Regions from separate parts of the Rattus norvegicus genome. Here region 2 is linked to region 1. A link is a contact called in public Hi-C data. All regions are on one chromosome and are shown on one strand. Each heading gives the region's core, a stretch centred on a gene start, on an enhancer-like site or on the middle of the called end of the contact. The rest is flanking DNA. Distances are from core to core; before and after follow the strand shown. Region 1 holds the start of Phc1 (polyhomeotic homolog 1). Region 2 holds the start of Mfap5 (microfibril associated protein 5).

Region 1 (7,612 bases), core at 2,198-4,697:
TATGTGTCCAAAAGTAACTGTCTAAAAAGGTCATTGATACTTCTATTACTCAAAGTAACTTATAAGGCCCCAAATTGAAAACTTGACAGCTGAAGCAGGAAAGAGCTCTGTGGGAAGAGCACCCATAGCACGACCCCGAGGACTCAGTACAGAACAACTTAAAACAGAAGGCCAAGTGCAGTGGTGCACATCTTCATGAGATGGCAGATGGAGTCAGAAGTGACAGAAGCTCAAGGGCCAACGGCACCTATATATACTGCACAGCACAGACAAAGCCTCTAAGTGTCTGACCTCCACATACACTGCACTACACACACACACATACACACACACACACACACACACACACACACACACACACACACCTCTAAAGAGTAAGTAAATATTTTTAAGCAATAAAAAGAAATGGTTAATTAAAATCTATTTATGTGTGAACTTTATAGTATTTCATATTGAATCAATGAACTGCATTCTCCAGCTCTATCTTTGGTAGTTTTATTTCTAGATAGGTTCTCACCAAGTTGCCCAAGCTGGCCTTGAACTTGGTACATTGCTAAAAACCAAAACAAAATGGTCAGACTTCACTCTGGGTGAATTTCGCTTGCTCTAACTTTGTAAACTGCTCAGATTCTGAAGTGGAAGGAAGCTCATACTTTATCTGCTAGGGAAGATCTGAGGATGACGATCTTCTGCCGTCTTTGACTCACCAGAGTCAGCATTCACAGACCTCAGCCACTCAGCTGAGCCTCACCTGCACTGCCTGCCGCTCATACAGGGACATTTGTGCTATCTGGGGCCGAGAGCTGGCCCCTGAGCTGGAACTCCCATTGGTCGAACTCGAGTTCTGCTCACTCTCCGTTTCCATGATAGCGTTCCAGGGTCCCCAAGAATGGTGCTCTGACTCAAGCCCTAGACAGGAATCAGTAAAAGGTTAAAGTTACACCTTGAATGGAAAATGTCATTTCATGTCATTATTACTGAAAATCACAGTAAGTCCACAAAGTGTCTAAGAATCTTCCTCTGAGGTCTTAGAACCCCCAAATCTGCAATCATATCTTCCCCCCTCCACCATCTTTTCAAGCTAGTCGCTGTCTCAAAAGAAAAAACCTTTACATACCCCCTCCTGACTACCATTAACTAAAATGACCAGACTATTAACAAGCCACCTCACAATTCTACAACACTGAAGGCACCTTCAGTCCCCAGCACTTTTCAAAGTTTAAAACTGATCCACTGAAAACTTGCTGATACCCTTATCTCCATGTATCATTATCAAGCTCACAACAGACAGCACTGCCCATGAAGCTTCGAGTCGCCTTCATTCCCTGGCCCAGCACAGGCCCTTCACCTCTGCTATCTTTTACACTGCTGTGTGGTAAATATCATAGTCTCCATTTCATAATAGAGGGAACAAGCATCTTCTGTGTATCAAGCCTTTATACTACTTTGTCTCCTCCCAGAACAACAACAACAAAAAAAAAGCAAACAATAACAACAAAAATCTGTTGTCAAAGCAGTGTCCCTCAGTGTGAGGATTCCATGTCCTCATTTCAGAAGAGAGCCCTGAAATACTGATGAGGCAGGCAGAGTGGACAGGTCGTGGAAGTGGATAAGTGTTGGGAGCAGAAGAGCTAGCCTATTGCCCACATGTCCAAAGTAGCTGACTGGCTGCAGGCCAAGCTACTAATTAAAGCCTCGGGCCTGTCACTTCTCCTTATATAAGGTCAGTGTCCCTACTCGCAAATAAGGTAACAAAGTGAGCAGGTTACACACTCCCAAGTATGTAACAGTAAAGCGCATTCTAACTTAAAAGAATAAGATCCAACTTTACTAACGTGTAAGAATTTATCCTCTGGCAGCTACATTAAAACTAGCAAAAGTAAATTTAAAAAAACACATACATATCAAAAAAGAAAAAGAAACGAGAAGCAGACAGAAACACTCTCCTAAAGCAGCAGGAAAATGACTACTAGAAATACCAGGTCACCCAAGCACTATCTGGCTTGGGACTATGAACGTCCGATCCTAATTTCTGCAAGGGACTATCTCTAGTTTCATTAGATGAATGGATTTACCTCAGGAGTGCATCCCAAACAAAAATCAAAGTCCTGGCCTTGGCCATTAAAGTTGAGTTCAGTCCCGATTCTCTCCCCGGCATCACTACATCACATAACTGTCCCCAGAGAACTCTACCCATTTTAGGAAGAAACAGATGTCACTCCACACATGGATTTAATGGAAGAGATACAGACAGGGCATTCTATCAACCTTGGTCTACCTTTTTCCCCACATCCTTTGCCAAAATATCAAAGCACTGAACAGATACAGACCCATGAGTCCTCAATATCAGCATGTGAAGGAAAAAAAGTGGGTAAGGATTAGAGGCAGCACAGCACAGTTGTACAGATTACTGGACTTATCTCACTGGACTCAGAGACGAAAGACCCTGTTACTTGCAATAGAGGCTTATATAAAAAACGTTCATCAATCCGATGACCCCTTCATTTCCCCTAGATCGTGAAACAGAGAAGGGCCAATTTAAAGTCTTTCCACCAGGGAAACTGCCATCAAAAACCTCGCAGGCACACTAATCTATTTCTTAAAATCTTCATTTTTTTTCCAATTAATGTTGTGAGTTCCAGATTCAATGTAGAAAGTGAAGACAGAAAAGCGTTTAGGTGGCAAACTCAATTAAAAATTAAAACTGAGAGAAGAGTGAATGGCCATCCTAAACGGTACCACCATTTGGGTGTGGGTGTGTAAGGATTCTACTGGGGAAGATGCACACCGACGGGAAGGGACTAGAAAGTAATATTGAGATGGACATACTACTGGGCCTATTGGGTCAGGTGTTGGAAGAAGTCAATAACCCTGGAGTACAAAACTCTGTTGCAGTAAGAATGGAGTGAGAAGCAAGGGGGTGAGGGGTGCCTCGGGAAGACTCCCAGGGGTTATAGTTCTTCACAGAACCGTGATAAAAACGCAGTTCCAACGAGAAACCAAACACACCGGGAGAAGGGGGTGGATACAGTGCCGTGCCCGAAGCGAACGGACTCGGTAAGCAGGGAATTGTACATTCTAATAGTAGGGAGCCAAGCAGGGGGAGTCACAGAAGTCGAGATTGGGGAGCCCGGCGGAGCGCGAGAAGCAGGGAGATAACCAGACAGCATGCTCGGATGGAAGGACCAAAGTCGGGGAAGGGAGAAATGAATGAGAAGGCGAGCGGTCCGAGGCAACGAGGTGACGGACAGACAGCACCGAGCACAGCCAGCGCAAAGCACGGAGACCGGGACGCGAAGCACCAAAGAAGCACCGCAGAGCACAGCAGAGCGGGAGGCAGGAGCGCGGCTGGGGGAGGTACCTGGGCGTTGCACACGCCGAGGTGGCTGAGGAAACATCCCCGCGCCGCCGAGACCCCGGGATGCGGCCCCTCCCCGGCCCGCGGCCGCCCGGTTACCTTCGCGCCCGGCTCCGCACCCGAGTCCTCGCGGGGGGCGTCCACCTCAGGGGCGGGGGAGGGGGGGGTCGCTCGGCCTCGGCGGCGCGCCGCCTCCTCCCCTTCCTGGAGGGGCGGGGGCCCAGGCGCGGTGGGAGGTGCCCGGCGCGGCCGCCGCTCCCCGCCCCTCCCGCCGTCCGGGTGCTGGCCGCGCCGCGGCTCCGCCAGGCCGGGGGCTCGCGCGGGCCTGTCACTTCCTGCCCCGCCGCGAGGGTGGGGGCCGAGGCCGGGGGGCCGCGGGCAGGCGGGGAGGGGGCTGCGGGGAGGTGCTTCCGGGGCAGCCGACCCCTCCTCCGGCCCGCCCCCTCCCCGCGCCCGCCCTCGCGCGCGTCCCTCGCTTCCTGTCGGCGCCCGTTGCCATGGCGACGCTGCTCCCGGGCCTCCCGGCTCTAGGCCCGAGTGTTTTTTTATTTTCCCCCCTGGCTCTGGATCTCTTTCTCGTCCTTTCTTCCCCCCTTCTTTCTCTCCAAATTCCGCTCTCGGTTTGAAAGCACGAAGCTAAGAAAGCGCTGGCCTGTAGAGGGGGACTCACCTCGGAGAAGAGAGGGAGAGGGGAGGGAAGTGACGTGAAAGGGGGGGAAAAGAAGGTATTTTCTGCAGCTTCTGGGAATAGGGGCTCGAAGAAAGGATCAAAGGGACCAGCAGCCAGAGAGGGAGGAAGCTGAGCAAAGACCCTTGAGAAACGTCGGTCTGTGAAAGGAAATAGAGCAGAGGGAAGGAAAGATGAGGAAAGAAAAACTTCGGGATTGAGGGAACAGCGAGAGAATGCTGATTGTTTAATCCCTCGCCTCAACTCCAAGAAGGCGGGAAACAACGCCGCAAAGAAACTGAACCCGTTAGAAGCTGCACTCATTTAAAAGCAGGAACCTGATGCAACTTGCTTTGAATGATATTTAAGTCTGTGATTTCAGGGTTGATTGTGTGCTTTGGAACCTCTAAAAGTCACACGCACATGTGAAAGAATCAGAACGCCCAAAACAATGGAAAAGGCGGGGTGTAAAGAGGTGAACAATGGTGCTGCCTTTGGGAAGGCTGAGCTTGTGGTGGAGGAGGCTCGTTTTATTTGTAACACAAATTTAACAGGATTTAGTTCTCAGTCTCTCCATGCTCCTGGAACACCTACTGTGTGCCGGCCACTCTTGAAAGCTTAATTTTTTTTTTAACCTCTGCACTGATGGGAAAGATAACTGTTTTCCTTAACCTTTACCTACCGTTGGGTGGGTGTTACCTAGTGATAATAGCTGGGATTTGAGCTTTATCTGTAATCTTTCTGCTAACCTCAGCCATAATTAGTTGTTTTCTCGAGCCCACGCGTCATTGAAAACCCATGTGTAATTAATTTGTATTTAGAGAAAAATTGAAGCATTCTCATTATAAATTAGATGCATTTGTGTTCGTATCAATTCCCACTCTTAATTTGTGTAGCCAGATCGCCGTGAAGTAAGATCTTTAGGAGGCTTCTAGGAACCAGTTAAACAAGTATGCAAACCCCAAAGGGCAGCCAAAGGACTGGAGAGGCAGTAACAAGGGCGTGGAGAGGTGAAAGGGTTTGTTGCCGGGCCAAGGATGATAGGTGTTGGCTGGGGATGAATGGAAACCTTCTGGCGAGATCTCGTGGTTAAAAAACCAGGTGAAGCATTACCCACTTAATTCAAACCTAGAACTTTGGCAGGTCAAGGAAGGTTAAAGCTTTCTCGTGGAGGCTTAATACCAAAAAGAACAATCAGATTTATATACCCTTCCAGGACAAGAAACAGATATCCTATTGGAAAACTATCAGCACTAATGAGTCGATATGATCCTGTAATATATGCCCAGAAGAAAGAATCCAGAGGTTATATCCTTGTTTTCTCAATACCTGACAGGGTTTGTATAGAATTACCAAGGCCCTCTCCCATTGAGCTACAGCCCCCTTAACGGTGAATAATTACTCCTGCTTCATAGAGCTACATTCCACCTCAAAGTTTTTGCTTTTGTTTGTTTTGTTTCTCTTTCAATCCAGTATCATTGGTTTCATCATCTACTGAATGATAGTAGGGGATTGAAAACTGGCATGATTTTTTTCAGCTTCTGATCTAACATTAGCCTAGGAATAACCCATTGCAGCATAAGCCGTGTTGGTCATGGGCCAGGAGTTCCGTGTTCATGTAAAGATCTCCAAAGCTCCTGGGTTTTCTGGGTCGTAGTTCTAAGTAATCTCCACTAAAATAAATTTAACTTAGTATTTTTTAAAAAAGTATCAACAGCAAATTAAATTTTCAGGAAAGGCTCCATCCACCAAAAAATCATTTTCATACCCTGAATTACCTTGAGAACAATTCACCTCCACCTAAGCAAAGCAAAACAGTTTTGTTCCCTGATGGAGATATCTCTCTCTCTCTCTCTCTCTCTTTCTCTCTCTCTCTCTCTCTTTCTCTCCTTCCCTGCCTCCCCCTGTTTGTTAAACTTTCTCACTTTCATTTAATGATTCTTCTGGAATTAGTCTTTTCTCTTTCAAAACAAACGGTTCCGTGGAGCGAGGCTAGGTGACTTTGCTCTACATGACACAGAAGGCCATTAGCCTAAACAGGTGTGAAGGAAATGCATTCAACCTGTTTTGCAGAAAGCTGAGCCCTCCTGCAACTCCTCAGCCACCTCCAGAAGGGCTGGGATTTGGAAGGGGGTTTGGGTGCAACTGAAACAAACAGAAGGTAGGGTAATGGAATCTCGGTCATCCACCGAGCAGCGTTCTTCGAGCTGACCTGTGAAGAGACGGCTCTCACTCCACTAGTGTTACGGTGGACAGCCAACCAAGTGAAAGAGAGGAGCACGGTTTATGCAAATATGGGAAGAACGTAGCAGGACCACCTATATTCTAAACTACACCACATCACCCACCTTCCACATCCCACCCCATCTTGAGGCAGTTCTTCTTAAGGTCTAGCTGGAAGAGAGGAAGATGAGCTTTAAGGGCATTTTGAGACTCCGATATTTAAAGCCAAGTGCTGTCCAAGTCCTTTGGTTTTCCACAGAGAAAAGGGCATTTCAGGGCTAGAACTAACCCAATAAGTATTTGTTGTTCTCCACGTTACCTAAACCATTCTTTATGGTTTACTTAGCGTCCACAAGTATTTAGTCATAACTTAGTGAGGTGAATTTAATTAGTGAATTTATCTACATGAAGAGCATTCCTTGGGCACTGCATTTACTTGTATAAGGCTTCAAGGGCGCTCCTCTGGTCAGTATTTGAGAAGTTAGAATACAGATTCATGATGAGATCAAACACCAGATTTACACCCCCTGGGGTTTTGTTCCCTAGACCAAGAAAGCTCAGCATCTGGGAAGATGTCTAAGGGGGGGGGAAACAATTCAAAATACATGCTGCAGCTTCAGAGCGCCCTGGAATTCAGGCCTCCAGACAACCGTTTTGGGTCCGTTATAATATTTGCAGATGGAGAATATAAAGCTTGAAAAGTCAAACTGTTCAAGGTCCGTTAGTGGGGACTTAAGTTTTGGAGTAAGAACTTTAAATTAAGCCTGCGTGCCACCACAGCTCAGAACCACCTCCAGTCACAGCCTGAAAGAGAGATGTGAAATTTCCACTCAGGTGCTCAGCTCTGAATGTTCCTAGAGAAGCTTGGCGTTTGCCATTTAAAAGTTCGGGCAATGGGCGTGATCCACGCTGACTCAGTTACTATCTCCAGCTATCGGTCCAAAAGACGCTATGTGGGTAAGGACTGGGGGGAATTAGCAAACGAGAAAGAGAAATAACGACGTACATCCGAATTCCCTCACTTCTGTTTCTGGTGTTGTCGGAACTCGTAAGCTGCAGTAAGAATAAGTGAGCCCACATTTTTCCAGCCGTGAAGCCTGCGAGCATGCTCTGTTAAAGAGCAAAGGGGAAGTAACACCGTTTATCAGCTGCCCTTTAAACAACTGGAGATTCCGGAGCGTTATCAGAGCAGCTCCAGGGTGACGTGATATATATGATATATGTGGATATATGTGAATGTGGAGATAGGAAGCGGAGGATGCAGAGTGGTTGGTAGGACCTGAGAGGTACTCAACCCCATTCTTACTGACTTTAAAACACCAGGCAGCAATAAATCAAACAATGTAGGAAGCCTCTAGAACAGC
Region 2 (7,612 bases), core at 3,594-6,093, 200 kb after region 1:
CAGGAGAGTCAAGAGAGATGGCTCAGCGGTTAAGAGCACTGACTGCTCTTCAAGAGGTCCTGAGTTCAAGTCCCAGCAACCACATGGTGGCTCACAGCCATCTGTAATGAAATCTGATGCCCTTTTCTGGTGTGTCTGAAGACAGTTACAGTGTACTCATACAAAAAATAAAAGTTGTTTTTAAAAAATAAAAAAAAATAAAGCAATATGGAAAGGGTGTTAAGAGAATGAATTCATGTGATGTCGTGATCTTAACCACTGAGCTAGCTCTCCAGCCTAGTCATTTGTTTAATTCCATCACTCATGCTGGTCTCAATCTCCATATATTGCAGAGGATAACTTAAATCTTCCAGCTTCCACCTTCCAAGTGCCAGAAGTATAAGCTTGTGCCACAGTCCTCAGTGACAGAGGGCTAGAAACCAAGTAGATGACATTATTGCCAGGTTCTGGGCAGAGGGCTCTAGGGGCAGGAATGTACACTAGCTACAATGTATCATCTCTCTGTTTTTCCCGGCCACCAGGCAGAGAGCAACTCTGTTCCACCAACGCCTCCAGCACTAAGTGGCCAATATCTCTGAAAAGGTGAGCAAAATAAGTTTCCCTACCTTAAATCCTGTTTGCTTTTGAAGGCAGGGTTCTCTGTGTAACAGCCCCACCCAGCTTTCCTGGAATTCACTAACAAGACTCGGCTGGCCTCAAATTTACAGAGAGCCACCTGTCTCTGCCTCTTGAGTACTGGGATTAAACACATTGGCTACCATGTTCACTATTCATTAAATTCTTTGTGCCATGTGGGCATGAAGGCACAAACCTTTGATCTCAGAGCTCAGGCAGATCTGTGGGAGTTCAAAGCCAGCCCGATCTACATAGAGTTCTAAGAAAGCCAAGAATACACAGAGAAAACACTATCTCAAAAAAGAAATAAAAAAAAAATCAGTTTATTAAGGATGTTTTGTTACTAGACATAATTAACATAGATGTCAAGAGAAGAGGCTGTTTAAAGCTATGGGTTGCAGCCAGCAGTGCCTAATGCTAAAGAAAATACTGAAGTGTTCCTTTATTGAACAACAAAGAGGTCCTTGTTAACAGTTTCCTTCAGAATTATGGAAAGAGGTAAATCTGGTTTCAGATTAAGAGGCAAGATTCACATATTCCAAATATGGCATTTAGCCATAGTCTGTTGAGTCAACAGTAGTTAACCTACTAGGCTCTCTGGTGGACTAAAGTTAACCATGCTTTTGACCCTTTCTTGCTCCCAGGGAGAGCTAGAATATCCTTCCCTTTCCCTTTGATTGGAAGGGACTGACTTATTTGGGGCAGGGGAGCCTGAGGCTGAGCCTCTGGGAGCATCTGCATTTCATACACACAGCCGTTCCCTTTCATGCACAGTGATGCTCTCAGATGCCCCAGGGAGCCAGGCAGACATACTGGGCAGAAGAGAAGCAAGGCTCTGCCAACCAGAAAGCCCCGCAGAGACTGGTACCAACTAGTCCTTGAATCTAATTACTCTTCCAGCCACTTCCGCAAACCAGTTACTGCCCCATAAGGAAGAATGTACCTCATCCAGCACCCTCAAGGCTAGTGTAGAGAAATTCTCCTCCTTATTAAATGAATAAAATAACTTTAATTATTCATAGTCATTTGGGAGCTTACTCACTTCCCTACAAACTTCACTCCAAAATCAACGCCTCACATTCTTTCCTATTTTTTGTCCCTCCTTGTTATCTGTGTCTTTGTTCTCTTCTGACCTTCTGGGAACTGCGTAGAGAACAATAGCCCAGGGTGTAGTTAACACTCTGTATCAGTCAGGGATCTCGGGAGTCACGGAACTTATAGAATGTCTCTCTCTATTGAAGGAATATAATGACTTACCGTCTGTAGTCCAACTAACCCAACAATGGGCAGCTGTGGATGCGCAGTCCCAGGAGGCTAGACGTTCCAGCTGGCCTTCTGTGTAAGCTGGGATCCTGAAGAGCTAGGTTCCAACAGATGTGCTGGCAAGTCCAAGCAGGCGAAGAAGAATGAGTGAATCTTCCTCCTTCCAATGTCCTTATATAGGCCTCCAGCAGAAGGTGTGGCCCAAATTAAAGGTGTGTTCTGCCACGCCTAGATCTGGAACTTGCTTTGCCCCAGACTGGCCTTAAACTCAGAGATCTCCTTGCCTCAGTCTCCTGGGATTAAAGGTATGTACTACCTTGCCTGGGTCTAAGCTTTTCTTGGCCACTATGACTCAAGAGCTCCATTTCAAGATCAGGTTCAGAAGCCTGTGTCTTCTAGCCTCAAGATCTGGATCACAGGTGTGCCCTCCATTTCTGGATTGTCATTCATTCCAGAGGCAGTTAAGTTGACAACCAGGAATGACCACCACATATTCCATAAATCATGCCTGTTATTAGGTCTCAGAGTGAGTCTCAACGAACTCAACCCCTAGCAGCACAAAAACAGCAAGAAACAGAAACAACAAAACCCTTCAACATCCGCTCTTGTTGGCTTCTCATTTTGGAGGCTGGAGAGAGGGGTTGATGGGTAAAAACACTTGCTACTTTTTCAGAGGACCTTACTTAGTTCCGAGCGCCACATAAGGTGTCCCGCAACTGCATGATTCTAGCTCCAACCACCTCTGGCATTTAAAGTCACTTTATCCCAACACAAGCACATGAACACACACACACACACACAAACACACACACACACTTGCACCCACACTTTTTTAAATGCAGAAAAAGGAAAAGAACAGAAGCCACAGTAGCCTTCAGTAGCCCAGGCTGGGGAAGGATGTTTGATCGCTTGTGCTGTGCTCTCTTCCTTAAAGGCAGCTACAAAGACCAGAGGGTGGGCATGGGGGAAGTTGGAGGGGAGTGGGGATGCCACGGGAGAGTGAAGAGAATTATGCCACCATCTAAGAGGCTGCCTAATGCATATAAAATCTATGTATTAACTATATAAATACCCTGATGTTGTTTATTGTAATCACTAGCATTACTTATTAATTATATACATTAAGCACCTCTCTCCCTTCTCCCATATTTTCAAATTTCAAATTTCTCTCTCTGGAGTTTTTGGTCATTGGAAAGTTGGGAATAAGAAGTTGGATTTTTTTAAGGCCTTTCATGATTTTTGTTTTAAGCACATGAGTGTTTTGCTTAAATGTTTGTCTGTGTAACGTGTGTGTAGTGCCTTGAAGGCCAGACGAGAACATCAGCTCCTCTGGGGTTGGAGTTGTAGACGGTTGTATGTCCGAGCTTGAATCCCAGAACTCACAGTAATGGTGCATGCTGGGAGCTGAGCCTGGGTCCTTCAGAGGAGCAGCCAGCACTCTTAACTGCTCCAACTTGTGTCAGTTTGTCTCCCTTTCGTAAATGAATCTCTGTAACTCCCATCTATTTTGTATATTGCCAAAGTTATCAGAACTGTTTACATTTTTTATGTCGTTGAGAGTTTCGGAGTTGGTGGGCTTGATCAGTTTTATGTCGCTTTGTTTGAGACTGGATCTGAGTGGCCTCGAACCTGTGATCCTCTTGTGTCGTTGTCCTGAGTGCTGGGATCGTAAGCAATCACCATCTTATCCAGCTAAGTTGTATGTTTTACATGAAGTCATTCTGCATCCTCACTGACAAAATTCCTTTGCTTCCAGTACAGCTGTTGCCCAACCTCTCCACACCTTTTGTTCCGTCCTCGGCTTCATTGTGCTTCACACATTAGCTACTTGAGATCTCCCCGCGTATTCTCAAATCACTACTTCCCTAAGACGTTAGCCTCTACCCTCTCGGCGTTTGTGTAAGATTTTGAGTATTTGAAGTAACGGTTTCAAGCCTCCAGCTCAATTTAATTCAATTAGTCAAAGCTCGATTTCTCATGTGCTAGCCATTATGTCAGCCAGGAATGAGTAAAGGCGGCCTCTGCCATCCAGGAACACTCAGCCTGATGGAGGTTAGAGATATGGGAAAGAATTTAATGGAAAGGAGGAGGTTTTATAAATAAACAAAGCTGGCTCAGTAGAAACACAGAGGGGACCAGGAATGGTTTGGGGGCCGAGACAGCTCCTAGGCTGAGCTTTGATGGACACACAGAAATTGTGTGTAGCCCAGGTTTTCTAAGGACATATGTGTGTTGGCATCCAATTCTAATTTTGCATTTGACTGTTACTTCATTGCTGGACACGCACCACTCCCTCTCCACCCTGCCTCATATAATTCTCCTGTCTTTCCCTGCCTTTTAAGGGAATTTTTTTGTGTATCTAGCCCCTGGATTTAATTTCACTGGATCGGACCATGGTGATGTTTCTGTTCATTTGCCCAGCGGCCTCTCTGCTAATGGGTGTGTTCTTTATAGTCCAATAAACAAATGAATAAAGCCAGCTTGCAGACAGGCTCCCATCCCTGTCTTCTTTTTCTCTCTTCGCATTTCACCATCCGCTGGGGTACTCTGTTTAAATGAAACATTTCCTGAGTGACTCATATCGACATTGCCTCTATTAAGCCATCGCTATCCTGGACAGTCCATCCAATGGAGGGTTCTTTTTACTGGAAAATGTTCTTTCCCAGACAGAGCGCCAGCCAGTGTGGGATGGAAAGATAGATGATCTGACATCCAAAGATTTCTTCCCCAGGGCCAGAGAGAACCTCAGGGTAATATAGGCTTACATTGGGTGTGGGAGCATGAGAGGAACTTTAGCACTCGGGAAGCTGAGGCAGGAGGGTCCTAAGTGCCAGGCTAACCTGGGCTCCGCAATAAAATTAACAAACAAACAAGCAAGCAAAAAACTTATTCCAGTTGGAACCAGTCACACTGGCAGGCACGCGGTCACGCGGTCCAAGTCCCACTGCAGTCACACAGTCCGTTCAGATTTCCAGGTGCAAGAAGACAAGGTTGCCCCAGAGAAGCAGTCGCATCAAGGTGAGCCAGCCCCCTAAGTCACTAAGACAGACTGCAGTACAAGCTACTGGAGTTCTGTTTCTGGGCAGTGAGGATTTGTTAGCCGGGGGCGGGGGGCGGGGGTAATGAAGTCTAGATGCCCACCACATAAAAGCCCATCTCCAAACCCTGGTAGTTTATTACCAGAAATCTGTGGTTGAATCGTCTAAGAAGGAAATCAAAGATAGCTCCCCTGCTTCCCACTTCCAGAAACCCCGAAAACTTAGGGAATCCTAGTGCCCCCTAGTGGTCACCACTATAAATGCTACTGGGAAGCCTACGACCAGACTCAGGTCTATAATATAATGTAGGTTGTAGCCGAGGCTGACTTTAAATTCATGGTGATCCTTCTGGCTCAGCCTTCCACGTGGCTTTATCTCCAGTTAGGAATGTGGAATTTTAACATGAGAAAGAGGCATGCGGAAGTGAGATGACTCAGTGGGTAGGAGCAGTTCAGAGCGAGCCTCGTGATCTGATAATTGATCCCTGAAATAGACTAGAAGGAGACTTACTGTGTGTCACCAGCATACCTGCACTCACACACACACATGATGCACAATCACACACATGATGCACACGTGCGACACGAACACACTCCCCAGATACCATTTGCTCATTGCTAACCATTGCTGCTAATTCTGACTTTAGGTAACCAAGGATTGGAGACTTAACTCAGAGGTAGATTGCTTACCTAGCAAGGGTTCAGATCTCAGCTCTGAAAAAGGAGAGGTAAAATTATCCTAAAAAGCATAGCAAAAAGCCATTGAAATAAACAACAACAAAAACAAAACCATAGCAACTGACTTGAAGTAATCAAATGATGAATTGGTAGTATGATAAAACAACTGACCTGATGCTCCCGGAAACTTGGAGATAAGACCTTGGGCCTTGAAAACAAACGAGAAAAAGGGGGTTACCAGGAAGTAATGAAACTAGCTTAAAACTGTATTTTTACATTTTTTAAAAAAAGATTTATTGGGGTTGGGGATTTAGCTCAGTGGTAGAGCGCTTGCCTAGGAAGCGCAAGGCCCTGGGTTCGGTCCCCAGCTCTGAAAAAAAAAAGAACCAAAAAAAAAAAAAGATTTATTTATTTATTATATATAAGTACACTGTAGCTGTCTTCAGATGCACCAGAAGAGGGCATCAGACCCCATTACAGATGGTTGTGAGCCACCATGTGGTTGCTGGGAATTGAACTCAGGACCTCTGGAAGAGCAATCAGTGCTCTTAACCACTGAGCCATCTCTTCAGCCCGGATTTTTACCTTTTTAATAATTTTGCTTTGTTTTGTTTTAACTGAGACAGAGTCCTGCTATGAAGTACGGTGCAAACTGTACTTTTGTTTGCTTTGTTGTTAAGATAGGGTCCTGCTATATAGTACTGGCTAGACCACCGCAATGTCCTCAAACCCTCCAGTATCCACCTGTATCCCCCATCAGTGCTGGGATCAAAGGCATGGTTCAAGACAAAATGGGTTTTAAAAAATGCCTTAGAGTGGGGTCTGGTGGCCCAGGGTTTTGATCCTAGAACCTTGTGGGCAGAGGCAGGTGAACCTTGGTGAGTTTGAGGCCAGCATGGACTTCAGTATGGTCCCAAGACATCCAGGTCAACATAGTGATGAGAGATCCTTCCTCAAAAAAGTTTGCTTTTAAAATTATGTGTGTGGGTGTGTAGGTGTGTGGGAGGAGCACAGAAGTATGTGCATATATGGGAGAGAACAACATTCAGGAGTTGTTTATGCGCTGTCAGGATCTGGGTCCTAGGCTCTACCTTAGGCCTTCAGAAGTGCCAACACGTGCCCTTCCTGCCGTACCCTCTCACCAGCCCACAAACTGGATCCCCAAATGTCTATTGAGCCAAACAGCACATGGCATTCTCTGCTCCTCTTCCTGCCTTTCCCCCTCTCCTCTCTCCTAAAGTGCTCCTCTTTGGGAGCCCCTCTCTCTCTCACACAGCCTTGCTCTGAACATTTTGTTCTTGTTTTCACTGCCCCCGCCTCAGACTTCCTTCAGGGACCTGGGGACAGCACCCCCTCCTACTGTCTGGGGAGGCTCTCCTCAACTGTAGTCTCTGGGTAGGCCAGCATGTTGAGGTCATCGCCGACTCCGCCAGATGATTGGCTTGGGTTCAGTTTTCTCATCGTCTCAGGGAAAACAGGATTGCTCACTGGGCTCTGCCCAATGCCTTAGAACTACTTTGCATCCACTCCGGTTTCTTTCTCATCCCCATCTCTTCCTTCCTAACTTTCCCCAGACCAGAGTCACTTCTGTTTTCCAGCCTCTGTGGAGGTACAGAGTAGTGAAGAGAAACTCCAGACAGGGCCACCAGTGAGAACTGGGTCTGATAGGCAGGTTTGCTGGAGGCACTAAATCTGTGTGGTTCCTTAACTCCCTTGGGGGCTTGAGGGGGTTTATGGAGTGTGTCAGCATTTTCTTCTGATTATTTCTGTTGTTTCCCTTCCTCCCAAATGGGCCGACCCACCCATCTCCTCCCCTCTCGTTCACATTTATTCTTTCTCCCTCCCAGAGTGTCCATTAACACTCTGCTCCCAGCACTCCCCTCTCACTAGCTTATGGGGAGGTCCACAACACAGACCTAAGGTGCATACGGAGGACTGTCAGTGTACATCTCTCTTAGACTTGACTTTCTGGAAGTCAAGTTTATCAAGGGCCTTAGTCAGGGTCACTATTGCTATGAT

Evidence for each region. Hi-C and Micro-C count contacts between places; a contact is called where the count stands out from the background.
Region 2: a contact with region 1 is called in a Hi-C map of Schwann cells, with 2.3 times the contacts expected there. The contact joins the promoter of Mfap5 here to the promoter of Phc1 in region 1. A contact is called at or near these places in 2 of 12 Hi-C or Micro-C datasets (Schwann cells and frontal cortex).

What each region holds. Positions count from the first base shown.
Region 1 is chr4:157,201,113-157,208,724 of GRCr8, forward strand. Phc1 (polyhomeotic homolog 1) reads right to left here and starts at 3,448. Exons shown (of 15, transcript NM_001107886.1): 1 at 3,362-3,448; 2 at 752-909. The coding sequence starts at 3,398.
Region 2 is chr4:157,395,076-157,402,687 of GRCr8, forward strand. Mfap5 (microfibril associated protein 5) reads left to right here and starts at 4,844. Exons shown (of 11, transcript NM_001108644.1): 1 at 4,844-4,932. It also overlaps a transcript of Rimklb not described here.